Linked DNA regions of Sander lucioperca: region 2 is linked to region 1. The links are chromatin contacts, called in public Hi-C maps. All regions are on one chromosome and are shown on one strand. The core of a region is the stretch at or near the end of the contact, and the rest is flanking DNA. Distances in the headings are between cores, read along the strand shown.

Region 1 (4,905 bases), core at 764-3,263:
GTGGTGGTGATGAGGGAGGGACAAGCGCTGCTCTTTCACTTTCCCCACCCAGATTTTATCCTGCCGGTCTGGGGATTGACTTGGCTCGCTTCTTTAACCTTTAGGCCACCACTGCCCTACGATGACTTAATTGCTGACCAATTTAAGCCCAAATGTTAAACTAATTCGGAAACACTGTAGTTTAATTAAAGTAACTACTACTACCATTGGCCACAAGAAACCCCTTAACCTTCAGGTTACTAAATGTTCTGTTGATCAATTTATGGATTAATTAACATATAATTTCAGCTCTATAGAGAAAGGTATATGCATATTGCATGCACAGATTTTTGTATTTATTTTCACTTTTAAAAATAAAAGCAGATTGTCAGAAAGTAATTTTGTTCTGTATCTGTCCTCACTGTCATATCAGGCATATACACTTCCACAAATAAAGTGGACTGTCACAAACAACCAGTAGGACACAGTTATATGTGTCTGTTTCAAACAGAATGTGGTTACAATAGGGCAATCAATACACTAATACAAAGGTATTAGTGCTTTTAGCATACATTTACAAGAAGAACAAGAAGAAATTAGAACAAGGCACACAAAAAGACATTTTAAATTTAGAACTTAGTTGTAAAGTGGAAACAATGACCAAACAGGTTTTTCCAGTCTTCACAAAACTTTACATAACTCAGGAAAACACAAATGGAGGGCAACTAAAATCCCAGATGATATCTTGTCTGGTTTTACTACATCAATACTCATCTATCTACTTTCAGGTCATATATGGTCCAGTATTTATGTAAAAACACAGACCACTTGATATCATCATGAAATTCATAAAACTCCTTGTCAGCTGTGCTGTTATCTGAAAACACAAACATGAACTTGCCAGATAACACTGGATAGGATCTCTAAATTTAACCAGTCAGCTCCTCATGGCTTGTCATGTGGGTATGAAACTGCTGAGGATTCAGTTCCCTGCCACATACCAGGGCCTGCTCCAAAAAACAGTTTACTGAGTTGTGTCGCAAACTTCTAAAACCAAACGTGCACCGGGTCTTTTTACATCAGCCTATGGCCAAGAGTTCAGGCGGTCCTGAGTTTTACTCTAAAAGGTTATGCATTTAAGTACGTGAACCTTCTGTTTGAAACTAATCCCTGGTCACATGGAGCTGCTGGAGAGAAACTACAGTAAAGGTCTGACAAACAGCCAACCACCGTTTCAACATAGTGGTGATAAACATGCTGTGGTGTATTGTTGACTTTAAAAAGTTAAAACAATGCTGATTTTTGATATCAATGTACTTTTATGTTTTGATCAGTCATTTCATTATTATGTCTTTTGTTAGATCTTCATTGGACCCAAGCCTCTCCTTTATAAAAAATTCAAGAAATACGCAACAGTATGCTGCATGTTTCCTGCCTGCACCTGCAAGTTCACAACAGGTATGGCGGATCAGCCGCTCTGGCTGCCTGTCTTCGTGTTGTCAACAAAAATAAACATCTGGATGACGCGCACACATACACACGCAAACACACACACACACACACAGAAAACATCACGAGTGGCATCAAATGTGACTTAATAAAGAAAGTAAAGTAATAATATACTTTCGTGTCTCTGGTCTGTAATGGACGGGTTTTGACAAGGATATTACAAGCAGACTGACTTCCCGTTACTATCACTAGGAAGCAATAGCAAAACACTCGCTAGCCAAACTCCCAACAGCTAACAGGCTAACGTTAGCTCAGAGTGGCTAGCTAACTCTCCAACAGGTACTAAGTTGTATCGCCTCCAAAAGGAAAACAAAGTACAGTGTACAACCTGAAGTACTCTTACCTAGGCTGAGCTGCTCTGGAACCGTTTGTATTTTGATTTCCGTCCGAAGAATATAGTCAGAAATACCTTGTATTCATGTTTTTGTGGCCACTTTGCGTTTGTTTAACAGAGCGTGACCGTCTACAGTAAAGTCAATAGCTCCACCTACTAATACCCCTGGTTACAGTGGCGTCACATGTGGCGAAGCCAGAAGGGGGTCGGTCAGAGAGGAACCCCCACCCTATTTCGTCTAGATTAGAACAACCCATCTGACAGGGTTACTGTTGGCAACTGGGATTTCATACTGCGCATTTTAAATGTTCTCTCAGAGCCAATTGTAGTGGGGAATAGTGTACTTTTTACTATTTTTGCAGATTCATATTTTAAAAACCTATAATGAGCATATAAAATATGATTATTTGTCTTCCGGTACATGAATCCCAATAGTGTATGAAATAGATAAAATGTGCTGCAGCTTGTGCTGATAATTCCTCTGCTCTGTATTGGTTAGTAATTTCTGATTAACACACAAGCCTCTACTCTATTTACTATTATGTGCACGCGTGTATTACAATAGATGAGGGACCAAAAAATTGTCATTGTATTACAATATACGTTGTTATCCAAGGTAGGATCCAAAAAAAAGTTTCTACAATGTGGGTGCCCATTTTTGGGGATTTTCCCTTTGCTGCATAAGCATGCCCTGGATCAAATGCTAACATTTTAACATCAGTGTTATGCCTAATAGTAATCTCCATTACTGGACAAAAACAATTAGACATATATATTTTCAAACATCAGTTTTAGTGTTTAAAAATAATTTCTCTTTATTTTGCCACATAAATCAGAATTTTATTGTACTGTTATACAAATCTTTCAATAAATTTCCTTCTGACAGAAAAATAACCGTTATGTTACACAGGCGCACACACACATACTACATGGACACATTTGCACACATGCACACATACACATACACATGTGCGCACACGCACACACACACACACACACACACACACACACACACACAAAACAAAAATGCGCCATTCATGAATTTGGCACTTTGGACATGTGGAGCAGTTTTGCATTGATCTGCTGGTTTTGGTGGCCATGCAGTGCAATAATCGCTATGTTTGTAGAATGACATCTCTTTCCCTTAGGTGGGCCACACTCGCCTACACAGGGCCCAGGCTACAAATATAGTTGAGACCACATCAACATGTACAGATCGCATGAATACTGGTACACACACAGTTATGGCAGGAATATGCAAATGTTAGAAAATCTTAAAAAGAAATAAAAAAAAGCTCACCTTTGCTTCTTTGTTATTATTTTACCTAACACAAATGCACCAAACCAACTCAAATTACTGACAATTAGAAGAAAAGAAAAAGTACGACTTCAAAGTGTTTATAATATTGTGGGCTTGAAATTCACAGACTATTTCCTGCTCTAATAGATATGTAAAAATGTGACTTTTGACTGTCTAAACAACAGTGAGGTTGCCTTTCAGGTTACCACATTTCTTTGACCAAGTCCTTAAACATGTCTAATGATACATACTTGTATCACAGGGGTGGCTGTTTGAACTGCTGCATGTTATAAAGAGTTAACTGGATGATTTGAAACGCTTAAGGTGCAAACTAAAACAACATGAGGAACCAGTGTCTCCGTCAACCTACAGTGAATGCACCTTGAAACATCTCCTATTCTAAAATAAGTTCACACAATATGAAATAAGACCATTTACCACAACAGCTGGTCTATGTCTGTGAATTTTCTACAATATTATGTCACATACATAAATAACAATCAGATTTCCTCGCAGACACATGCTAATTGCACACTTACATAGTTTGCAGCTTGAACACAATATGTGCTTTTATGCACTGTGCAACAATTTGGAAACTTTTGTTTAACATTTTGATTGGCTTGTAATAATTATGGCTACAGAATCTTTTGACAGTTAAATCAGTCTTCAGGGACTGTGGTAATCTGACTAGATTTACGTTATATTTGTAGGATTTAAGACAATTAAACTGTACGAGTGTTCAACGGTGATGGTAACAATCAATTCAAACAATTACTTAGGACTTGCATTAATTAAATAGTTTTGGATACTTGTATTACAGAGGCAAAACATTTAAACACAGGAAAACCTGTTGTGTAAAAAAAGAAAAAGAAAAAAGGACTATAACAAAATGCCACCCCTGTGAAACCAGGTCAGAAATCCTTTAAAAAAAAAAAAATCAAAACAGGGTAAATGAACTCCCTTTAAACACACATTTATCTAATGAGTCATGGTTGTCAAAAAAGCAGCAGATATGAAAAATATTAAAAGAAAAAAAAAATCCATTTAGTAACACTTGAGTGCCTCTTTTAGACTTTCCACTGCTGGAGACGGACGAGATCTGAATTCCATTTTGGGACTCTCTATGTCGGTGAATTCATCCCAGGGGAAAAAAAAAAAAAACATTAACAATGGATTTGAAATAGTGTTTTCAAGAACATCTAAATACAAAACATGTACAATGTGAATTCTTCTCCAATAAAGATTTTAAAAAAGACATAGAAATCAAACAATGTTCTGAGGATCCTAAGGCCTGTTTGAAATTGGCAGCTGATGATAAAGGTTATGTTTCTTTTACATGAACATGTTTTCCATTTCCACCTAACAGAGGTTTGTAACCAGAGAATGACAAAAACCCTCCACATACTGCACTTCTAATCTGTTTGTATATAACCTGGCACCACAATGGTGAAACTACATTTAGGTTCTTGCAGCGTGCCACCCAACTATTATTTCACTAGCTGAGTACATAGAGGGTTTAAGGCAGCTTTGAAGTCTTCATTTCCACTAATGTAATGTAAAGTAACCACTATCTCTCATAAGTTTACCCCGTGGCCATTGTTACATCCTGGTCTCTTATCCATGTCAGAAACTGTGATTGCTGTCATCCTTGCTACTGGAAGTTTTGACAGAAAATTGATTTGTGTTGTCTGTCTGTTAGGATTCTCAGAGCGTCCGATATTTGGTTCTTTGTCAGGTAAACAGACTCGCCACACTCCAGCTCTCCGTGGTTTCTAGTTTGTCT
Region 2 (4,905 bases), core at 1,584-4,083, 130 kb after region 1:
ATTTCTCATCTAGACAGATCTCAGCTCCCGTCCTGCTCTCAGGACTTGTCTGATGTCAGAGCGCAGTCAAAGGAAGCCGACAGCACCTTGCAGATGGACTGAGCCTGCTCCTGTTCAGAGAGATGATAGATAACATAACACACAGGGGAAATACCTCAAATCCAGAAAACATTTAATCTTATACTTTTGTCACACTCACCGAGCTGCTGCACTGGTACACCCAGATGCTGCACTCCTCTTGCTTTGCATCGGTGGTTTTGAGAGCCAGGAGGTTCTTCCCTGCACCCAGGCCATCATCGTAACACAGCATACGCACTATCAGGTACAGAGGGTGCCGGTGCAGCACATCCTGGACCAAAAGGTACAATTAAAAGCACTTTAGCATACATTTCTTCATTTGTATTACCTGGTTAAGAAAGATAACCATCATCAATCAATGTGGCTTCAGAGGTAAATCTCCGTTAATAATGTAAACAAATATTTGAGTCAGCAGCTCTGTGCAGAACCAGGTCCAAAATATAAATTGATGCTAAATTCATAACCATGCTGTTTGATGACCCAGCAATACTGCACAGTCTAATCATAAGCATTCAATGTGAAGTACAGTGTATAAACTTTTTCTTTTCTTTTTTAATTTTGGATAGGACAGCAACAGGAAAGTGGGAGAGGGAGGGGACGACACGCAGCCCAACCCAACCAGGTGAGCCACCAGGGCGCCCCAGTATATGAACTTTTCTATTGCTTTTCTACTCACACACTGGTCCAGCGACGCCACTTTGACTCCGTACTTTGACACTCCCAGAATCATCTCTTCGTCTCCCGGCACGAAGGGTAGCTTTCCATCTTGCTGTGAAAAGGAGCAGAATATTTATAGCAACTTCATAAATGAATGGTGTGATATTAACGGCTGTAAGCCTACTTGAGGGGTGTCCCTCCAGCGTCTTACCTGAGTGGCATCAATGTAGTTGATGAGGTCCAGAGGCTCCTGGAGGGTCTTGCTCATGTCAAACTGTAACTTCTCAATGGCTCCCACATACTTTACACGGAACTCAGCACATGTTTCAGACGTGCTGTTACCTATGGAGGGCATCAAAAAAATCAATCAGAAAAGAAAAAAGTAGTGAAAACTTTTAACTTCCATGACTAGTTGACTGACCTGAGCTCTTGGTGGAATCTGTATCGAGGCTGGCGACGGTACTGGATCTGGAGAGTCCTCCCAAACTGGAGTCGACAGACTACATGGAGTCAGTAATGAGAGGGTATTGGCTCAACATGGAGAAAGTGGCTCTGTTAACATTTGTGTGTGTGTGTGTGTGTGTGTGTGTGTTGCTGTACTTTGCTTTTGGTGCTGATCTCACTGCTTTGCGAGCTGCTGCTGCTGTGGCGCTTTTTGACTTTCCGGAACATCCTTCACCATGACGACTGCATCCAGACATCCAGCCTCACCTAACCTGAATCATCAACGACTGCATTGTTAAACAGTCCACAAGTGGCCTTATCAAGTCTCAATAGAGATGATGAATAATTGAATGTAGTCTAAATTCTGAATAATGGATAAATGAGAGTGTGTACCTATGGCTACATAATAATCTTGTAGCTACCCTTTGCATGGTTCAATTTTTACTGTCACAGCTGCACAGCTATTCATATTGTAGGGGTGTTAAGCTTTAAGTTAGTTAGTTCATCTTTATTAATTCAGAAAGCCTCATTATGATCTAGGTCTCTGCAAGAGAAACCTGAGAACAAGACAAAATAGTAATCACACACACACACACACACACACACACACACACACACACACACACACACACACACACACACACAGAAATCCTAATTAAAATGAACACAAAGATGCTTTAAAATATCAGCAACTTAGTTGGAAAGGCCCTCAAAAGAAAAATGTGAATCCAATAGCTAATTGTAAGAAGACCATTTATGTACCTCTCCATTCAACAGGAAGGCTGTGTTAAGAGAACGTTAGCTGTTAAATACGGTGGCACATCATAACAATAATATGCTAATAAAACACTGTAATACATACTACCTTAGTGGTTAGCTTCTCATGAAGGGGCACCAGTTAAATTGGAAACCACAAATTTGTTACACCTGCTACTGTAACAATATATCCTTCCTCCATCAGAGCAAAATGTTACTCTAGGGTTTTGTGATGGAGTCGGAGGGTGTATCGCTTACTCTATATAGTCTATATATGGTGCATCCGTACCGGGGTGAGGTTGGGGGGGGGGGCAGAAAACCCCCCCAAGACTCAAATTATACACCAGACACCAAAATCAACAGGTTACCTTTGTGAGGAACGCATAATTTATCTTGCTAACTAACCTAACGCTACATGCTCAGTAGAAGACATGATATTGCTCATCATTTGCTATATTATATTGTACGTGCGAAAAGAAAAGAAAATGTCTGGATAAAACTCATCCTACTCCACCTTAAATGTCCCCCACCGCATTTATTTTCACACTGAAGTTGAAAAGCTTTCACATGGAGGTTTGTTAAACGCCCTAGAGGAATCTAGAGCCAGCTACATAAGACCTGTTTGAACAGTCTAAATGTGCCGTTGGAGTTAAATTTCTTCAAAGAACTGTTACCTTCAGTTTGACTCTTTAGCTTCCCTTCGAGTTTCACACAGCCTACACCCAACACCACTTAAAGGGGACGCGACGAACAACTACTCCAAAAACTACTCTAAAGTTGAGTATTGAGCCGAGAGGCCTGTGGATAATATATATTGTTAAGTGTGTACAAAGCTTTAGCCTACAGAAAAGTGTTTTTGTATATGTATGATTACCGTGCCACTTGTAACATTTTAGCCATTTTAATAATGTAAATCCGTTACGGCAAAAACTGGCCCACGGCTGTCTCGGAACTTTGTGTGTCGACGCTTTTGATTTCGCGTCGGCTGTATTTTGACACACAACCGGAAGTGTGACGTCACAAGAGGGCCGTCGCTCCCTCTCTCATTTAACAAACAGTGCAGTTTACAGTATGACCGGCTTTATTTGTTCTATTTTTATATTTACCTGCAAAATTTGACACATATGGCGACAAAACGCAAAGTAGAGGTGATTGTCCCCGCAGAGGAGAGTGACCAGCTCCTAATTCGTCCACTGTAAGTTAATTTGTTCCATTTTTATATGATTTTTTTATGAATTAAGGTTTTGAGTGACTGCCTGTAACCAAAATGTAATCTTAAACGCTATTTTGTTTATGTAACTATAGGGGTGCTGGTCAGGAGGTTGGGAGGTCATGCATCATCCTGGAGTTCAAAGGAAGGAAAATTATGGTACATCTTAACTAAAGTATTTAGTTGTGACTGCATGCTGCTGTGTGACTTCAGACAGACATGTATATATCACTCTAGATTAAAATGTCTCACAATATTCCATAACCCAATAACACATTTATATTATAGAACAGCAATAACTTAAGCCTGTAATTCTGTGTTCTTAGTCTGTGCAGGCTCTCATATGCAGCCTGTTGTTATTATTGTATATGTTTTAATCATTCTATTGTTGTTTTATTGAGTCATGTGTTCATTTGGTGTACCCAGGACTCCCTGGAAAACAGTACTGCTACCAAGTTCATTATCCGGGGTGAAATAAATACAGTAATATTTGTGTTTTGCAGCTAGACTGTGGTATCCACCCTGGCTTGGAGGGAATGGATGCTCTCCCCTACATAGACTTGATTGACCCAGCTGAGATAGACCTGCTGCTCATCAGCCAGTGAGTTTTCCTTCCTCTCTTTTATGCGTTGAACTGTCTATATTTTTTAATAGTAGTATAGATGCTCAACCATACATGTATTGGTAATTTCCTAACTAAGGCATGTTCTGTTTGAATTCTATTTTGATTATATTCTAAAACATAACTAAGGATATGTCATTTGATGTTAATGTATGTATCCTCTCACCAGTTTCCACTTGGATCACTGTGGAGCTCTGCCCTGGTTTCTCCAGAAAACCAGCTTTAAAGGCAGGACCTTCATGACCCATGCCACGAAGGCCATCTACCGCTGGCTACTGTCAGATTACGTCAAAGTCAGGTAGGAGCAGGAGCAGTCGTCATTATGGCATTCTTGCAAGTTAATAATACCTACAATAATTTTGTTGTTGATTTATCGCAGCAACATTTCTGCAGATGACATGCTGTACACGGAGACTGACCTGGAGGAGAGCATGGATAAGATTGAGACCATCAACTTCCACGAGGTCAAGGAGGTGGCTGGAATCAAGTTCTGGTGCTACCACGCTGGGCATGTGCTGGGAGCTGCCATGTTCATGATCGAGATAGCTGGAGTCAAGGTAACTACTCCTGTTTTTTGTTTCAGAGATTCCTGTTGATGCACAGAAGCTAAGTTGACTTAACAAGACCATTCTCGGTCTGTTTTTCCCCTCCGAAGCTGCTGTACACAGGAGACTTCTCCCGACAGGAAGACAGGCATCTGATGGCAGCAGAGATCCCCAGTGTCAAACCTGACATCTTAATCATAGTATGCCGCATATTAATTAACATCAAACACTATTTTTAATTAATCTTTAGGTGATCACAACGTGGTGAAGTTATATTTTCTGCAGGAGTCCACCTACGGCACCCACATCCATGAGAAGAGGGAGGAGCGTGAGGCTCGGTTCTGTAACACAGTCCATGACATTGTCAACAGAGAAGGCCGCTGTTTAATCCCTGTGTTCGCCTTGGGGAGGGCCCAGGAACTGCTGCTCATCCTGGGTGAGAAGTCAAGTGTGACTCCCTGGTTTGGATTATGCCTCTAAATAGGCAAATGTACAACATTGGTAGCCTCTACGCTATAATTTATGACCCTTTATCATGAGATGCTCAATATCTGCATTGTATTGTATTTTTTTTTAAGTTAGTTTTGTCTGTT

Evidence for each region. Hi-C and Micro-C count contacts between places; a contact is called where the count stands out from the background.
Region 2: a contact with region 1 is called in a Hi-C map of muscle, with 2.5 times the contacts expected there. The contact joins the promoter of itgb1bp1 here to the promoter of kidins220a in region 1. A contact is called at or near these places in 2 of 2 Hi-C or Micro-C datasets (liver and muscle).

Annotation. Positions count from the first base shown.
Region 1 is chr18:11,536,026-11,540,930 of SLUC_FBN_1.2, forward strand. kidins220a (kinase D-interacting substrate of 220 kDa B) reads right to left here and starts at 2,014. Exons shown (of 30, transcript XM_035994393.1): 1 at 1,832-2,014. mboat2a (lysophospholipid acyltransferase 2) reads right to left here. Exons shown (of 13, transcript XM_031278969.2): 13 at 2,612-4,905.
Region 2 is chr18:11,666,733-11,671,637 of SLUC_FBN_1.2, forward strand. itgb1bp1 (integrin beta-1-binding protein 1) reads right to left here and starts at 2,834. Exons shown (of 7, transcript XM_031278653.2): 1 at 2,610-2,834; 2 at 1,336-1,451; 3 at 1,157-1,235; 4 at 947-1,077; 5 at 755-847; 6 at 200-349; 7 at 1-104. The coding sequence starts at 1,407. The coding sequence ends at 39. LOC116035533 (cleavage and polyadenylation specificity factor subunit 3) reads left to right here and starts at 2,957. Exons shown (of 18, transcript XM_031278647.1): 1 at 2,957-3,130; 2 at 3,241-3,304; 3 at 3,649-3,746; 4 at 3,937-4,065; 5 at 4,147-4,324; 6 at 4,423-4,512; 7 at 4,598-4,748. The coding sequence starts at 3,060.